Linked DNA regions of Macaca mulatta: region 2 is linked to region 1. The links are chromatin contacts, called in public Hi-C maps. All regions are on one chromosome and are shown on one strand. The core of a region is the stretch at or near the end of the contact, and the rest is flanking DNA. Distances in the headings are between cores, read along the strand shown. Region 1 has its middle 110 kb from the start of PHACTR1. Region 2 overlaps EDN1 (endothelin 1).

What was found. A called contact is a pair of places that touch in the nucleus more often than the background predicts.
Region 2: a contact with region 1 is called in a Hi-C map of fibroblasts, with 2.6 times the contacts expected there. The contact joins two enhancer-like sites. A contact is called at or near these places in 5 of 14 Hi-C or Micro-C datasets (blood, cortical neurons, fibroblasts and 2 more).

What each region holds. Positions count from the first base shown.
Region 1 is chr4:170,518,437-170,521,399 of T2T-MMU8v2.0, reverse strand. No RefSeq gene overlaps it. Among named protein-coding and RNA genes, the nearest start is that of PHACTR1, 110 kb to the right of the region's middle. Within about 2 kb of position 1,504, at least 1 of the 40 cell types and tissues checked has an H3K27ac peak or open chromatin away from gene starts, as enhancers often do.
Region 2 is chr4:170,822,673-170,825,635 of T2T-MMU8v2.0, reverse strand. It overlaps EDN1 (endothelin 1), which reads left to right. Exons shown (of 6, transcript XM_078001356.1): 6 at 1,017-2,249. The coding sequence ends at 1,122. Among named protein-coding and RNA genes, the nearest start is that of EDN1, 36 kb to the left of the region's middle. Within about 2 kb of position 1,480, at least 1 of the 40 cell types and tissues checked has an H3K27ac peak or open chromatin away from gene starts, as enhancers often do.

The DNA.
Region 1 (2,963 bases), core at 255-2,754:
TGTTCTAGCAAATGAAAGAATGTACTGGCCATTACAACTCTACTGGTGACACTAGATCAATTTGGGGAAAACTTAAAGCAAATTATTTAACATGATCTCTTTATCTGCCTTTGTTATGTATCTTTCTAAATCATAAAATGGGAGTAATCAACTGAGAATTTTTTTAAGACCTTAATTGAAAGATGCTAGCTAATAAAATTTTTTCTTGCGTCTATTACATTAAAAGGCTTGTTTGATTCTAATAAAATATTTATGATATAAAACATGTCTACAAGAAAGGTTAACAAGAAAGAAATGATAGAATATTATTACTCAGGTTTTATAAGTGAAGAAACTGAGGTCCTGAGAAACTGACATGCACTAAGATGCAGTTCTTCAGATTTCTTCTTCAGAGAACTTTCTAGCATAACCATTACCTCTCTGACAACAGTAAGCCCCATCCATGGTACTTTTTATAATGATTTTTCTCCAGAAAGGCTCTTGGTTTTAATAGCTAATGAACCCGTCAACTAGAGAATATTGATTGTTATATAGGACACAATCTATTACCAGGTTTCCTCTTTCTTTTCCTTTAAATCCTGTTTTCCCACCTTTCAAGTTGAAAAGAGTCTTTAATCTATGACTTTTATTGTTCCTTATATATAAACTAAAATGTGAAGATTGACTTGAAATGCAAATGCTACTTTAACATCTTTCCAGCAAATACTACTTCTTGTACTAATGCTAGAGAGTGTGAGATAAATAAATTGGAGTTCAATTTTTCCTCCTTCTCAATTCTGTTTGCCATTTTAGAACACTGTGAAAGGCAGCAAGCTATGCTAGAAGATAAAACTTATAACAATTTTTATTTTCTCTGTTGTGACCTCCCCACTGGTCCCGCCCCCCCCTCCAAAAAATCTTAACTGTTGGTTTTATAGTCTTCTCTGCTCTCAAGGGATTTGAGGTATGCAAAACTTTGGCTGAGATTGGAAAGAAACAGCTCAGAGGTGGGGACTGCTGCTTAAAATGTTCCTTTGTTTCATTTTTTTTTCCTGTTATTGTATACGAAACTTTGAAACTATCCTGACTTTCCATTCCAAAGGCAAAGGCCAGGACAGGTGCCAATCGCAGCGACCATTTGGTGGAGGGGCATACATGATGATTGGTTTTTATGGGGGCTCAGAGTGAAAGCAGAGGGGATTCTCAGAAGGTTTCATTATGAGATTAAGATGTTGGCCTTGTTAGGGTAAACTGTAATCCTCCGTCACCTTTTGGTGAGAGGGATCCTGTGAGAACCTTCTACAAGGGAGATCTTCAGGTTTAATACCAACAAGCACAATGCAGGGTCGTAGCAGTCCAAGAACTGAGTGGAAACTCCAGGGCTGGGGATGCTAAACTCCATCTATGTTGATTTGCTTTGTAACCTGAGGCAAGTGTCTCTAAATTCCTTCAGCCTCCACTTCTTCATCTAAGTCAGGCTTGCCACAGGCACAGGTATTGTGTAAATACATGGATACTATCATTCCTTGGGGGAAAAAAAATGCTTTGTTGAGCCAGCAGCGCTCTCTACTGCTTGAAGCAGGGTGTGAATAAGAGCTCCTGGGTCTTTCACCAAATTGTTAAAGATGTTCTGAGATGCTGTAGAAAAGATGCTTTCATGGCTTTAGAAACAGTACACAACAGCTGCTCAGATTGAGTAGTATCTCTTTAATGGCAGGGTTAGGAAGGTGTGTTTCATTTTTCTTTTGGATAAGTCACTTGGAAGTGATGGACTTATGGGCCTGCTGACCTGGCCATTTGACTATGTCGAACAGCAATCCCACCTTTAACTTGTTAGATTCATTTTCTATACTCCCCTCTATTCTCTCTCACCTCCCAAATACACACACACACACAACACACACACACACACATATCTCTGCATTTGCCTGACCTGTAGAGTATGATCTGAGGGATGCCAAAGTGCTTCCTGTTGCCACATATATGCATTCCTAAATATTTCTCCTGTTACAACATTTAAACCTGTTGTTTAAATAGAAAATAAGAGTCAAACATATCCCGTTGTTGCTCATGGGATCCGATTTGTGTTTACCAGTGTGGGCTCTGGGTTTGAATCTCAGCCTTGTCACTCAGCTCTGTGAAATCTCTGAGCCTTGACTTTATCTTCTGTAAAATGGTAGCAGTAATGGTACAGCCCTCATAGGGTTGCTGTACAAAGTAAAGATGATAATGATGTAAAATCCTTGGAATGTTGCCTGATGCATAATAAACACACAGTAGACACAGCTGCTGAGGTTATTATTGAAGTGGTACAGCGGAAAGAAATGGTACGGAGGAAGGTCAATCAGGATGGCGTAATGGGACAGAGCAAACCATAGACTTGTACTGACCATTTATGAGCATTTAAGTTAACTTTTATTCTGCTTCTGCTGATGGCAAAATTTAGGCAGGCTTGCAAGAGCTGCCTTGTCCTATAAGACAAAAGACTAGCCTAACCAGTCTCTTGCTAATAACTGGAGTGACCTCTAGTGGTTCTGATTTTTTTCATAGTGGAAAACACAAAACAAACCAGACTCACCCAAACTGTACACTGTTTTGCTTGCACTCAAAATTCAGAAGCTGATTAAATGGAAATTAGTCTAGTGTTTAATTGAATTGACTGATTTATTAATAGAAGCCTTATTTCTACCAGATAGTTTCAAGAATCTCTTCCCAGTATGACCACACCCTCACTTCCATTTGGCCTTCTGTCCATTATTACTGAGTTGGGGGAGTAATTTATTAGCATTCAATTAAAATGTATAGATGTATTTAAAATGTATAGGATGCTTCCCATGGGCAAGACACTGTGCTAGGCAGAAAAGAACATATCAAGATGAAATATGGACAGATCCCTTTGAAAATACTAAAGAAGTACCTACTCTTAAAACGTGCTAAAATAGATGTCGACACAAAGAATTACCACCATCTTATGCCTTATGGCT
Region 2 (2,963 bases), core at 231-2,730, 300 kb before region 1:
CAGAGCCAATGTCATTCCAAAAAGCTCTCTCTTTTCCTGGTCAGTCATGCGCTGGGACGGAGAAGGGATCTGGATTTGGCAACATCATAGAGTTGCTCTGAGCTGCTCTTTGGTGATAATGCTTCCAAATCCCAAACTTTTTGGAACTCACAAGCTCGAAGGAGGAAACCCACTCTCTGATCTATCACATGTTCTGCTTTTCTCTGTCATGGTCTATGGAAACTTTTCTAGAAATCCAGTGGCAAGAAGTCCTGTGATTAAAGTGTTCTGAGCTCAGGGCAGGCAGTCATGAACTACTTCTGAGTTATAAGTTTATTACTGATTCGTGGGGCAGCCTCAGCTATCGGTTTCTTCATACCTGCCATGAGAGTTTCCATGCTTATGGTTGAAGGCCAGTAATGCTCCCCACGAGATCAGTTTCTGAACGAACGTGGAATTTTGTATGAGTTTTTATTATGCCAACTATTAAATCAACATTACAGTTCTTCCCTCTGTACTTCTCCTGTAAAAAGAAAACATTAGGCCTGCAAATATATGTATATATATATTTAAAAATAATTGCCATAAAGTATTTGCTCTGGGCCTACTGTATGCCTCTTTTCTTTTTTCTTTTTCTCTCTTCTCAACTAAATCACTGTCAATTTATTAAGATGGCCATAACTATTCAAAACCTAGCTGAGTTCCTCAAGGCAGGGTTGCATTGTGGTGAAGGTTGGGTTGGGGCTACAGAAGAAACCAGAACACCTCTAGTTTATTTAAAACTTGTATTTACTGCCCAATTCCCCTTAGACTTGACCATATGACCCCTCTCTCCCATTCTAAGCATAGGGGCCAGCTTTATTTTTACAATGGTAATAGATATCACTTGAGGTTTTATCAAAGAGTTGCGGTGGGTGGTGAAAGTTCACAGCCAGATTCAGATTTTGTTTGTGCCAGATTCTGATTTTAGATGTTTATCTTGCCAAAGGGTGATTTTTTAAAGATAACATTTGTTTTCTCTTATCTTGCTTTATTAGGACGGAGACCATGAGAAACAGTGTCAAATCATCTTTTCATGATCCCAGGCTGAAAGCCAAGCCCTCCAGAGAGCATTATGTGACCCACAACCGAGCACATTGGTGACAGACCTTCGGGGCCTGTCTGAAGCCATAGCCTCCACGGAGAGCCCTGTGGCCGACTCTGCACTCTCCACCCTGGCTGGGATCAGAGCAGGAGCATCCTCTCTGCTTGTTCCTGACTGGCAAAGGACCAGCGTCCTTGTTCAAAACATTCCAAGAAAGGTTAAGGAGTTCCCCCAAACTGTCTTCATTGGCTTGCATCGGTGGTAACTGCTTTGGTCTCTTCTTTCATCTGGGGATGACAATGGACCTCTCAGAAAGCAGAAATGCACAGTGACATTCGAATTCGGGTGGCATCCTCCAGAAAGAGGAAGGAGATTCCACACCAGGGTGGAGTTTCTGACGAAGGTCCTAAGGGAGTGTTTGTGTCTGACTCAGGCGCCTGGCACATTTCAGGGAGAAACTCCAAAGTCCACGCAAAGATTTTCTAAGGAATGCACAAATTGAAAACATACTCAAAAGACAAACATGCAAGTAAAAAGAAAAAAAAAAGACTTTTGTTTAAATTTGTAAAACGCAAAACTGAATGAAACTGTTACTGCCGTAAATCAGGATATGTTTCAAGAATATGAGTCTACCTCACCTATATTGCACTCTGGCAGAAGTATTCCCACATTTAATTATTGCCTCCCCAAACTCTTCCCACCCCTGCTTCCCCTTTCTCCATCCCCCATACTAAATCCTAGCCTCGTAGAAGTCTGGTCTAATGTGTCAGCAGTAGATATAATATTTTCATGGTAATCTACTAGCTCTGATCCATAAGAAAAAAAAAGATCATTAAATCAGGAGATTCCCTATCCTTGATTTTTGGAGACACAATGGCATAGGGTGGTTTATGAAATATATTGAAAAGTAAGTGTTTGTTATGCTTTAAAGCAGTAAAATTATTTTCCTTTATATAACCGGCTAATGAAAGAGGTTGGATTGAATTTTGACGTACTTATTTTTTTATAGATATTTATATTCAAACAATTTATTCCTTATATTTACCATGTTAAATATCTGTTTGGGCAGGCCATATTGGTCTATGTATTTTTAAAATATGTATTTCTAAATGAAATTGAGAACATGCTTTGTTTTGCCTGTCAAGGTAATGACTTTAGAAAATAAATATTTTTTTTCCTTACTGTACTGATTTTGAATCATTACTGAAATTTCTAAGGAGTGGGCCAAAGTGATTAAGAATTATAAAGGCAAATGGTTAAAGATGGTTTTGTAGAAAAGTGACAATTAAAAGGATATTACAGTCTGAGCTAATTATAGAAATAATTTTACCTATCTCTTAAATGTTGATTTTACATTGCATTGAGGTAAAAACACAAAACAAAAAAGCAGCTTTAATACCTCTGTCTTCTCTTGGGTAGCAGCCTCCTGCTTCCCCTTCACCTGAAAACTCTCCAGGGACTTCATCCATTAACTTGGCTCAGGCTATTAGGCAGGATTCAACAGTTTAAGCTGATGGTGTGGTGAGAGATGCTTTCTCCGTATTAATGGACTGAAGGAAGTAATGGCAAGACAACCCCCCAAAACATACCTAATTATACAAAGTTACACACCAGAGTTGCGTTTAGAAAATGGCCTGCTCAGAGCAAGTAGAGGTTTCCAATGGCTTTTTATTTTCTCACATTAAGGAGTTTGTTTTTTAAGGAACATTGAGTACCATTGCTTCTTCGTGATAGCCTAGGACTGGCCATATGCCCATGGAGGTAGAGACACCAGGTACTGATTCTAGGTCATCTGCCACAAAGCACCACTTCCTCTCCACTTTGCCTTGGCTGGCCTTGTCTAATCACTGGAGAGCACAGTATTGCAACTGCAGTATTGCAACTGGTCACTACTAACTGA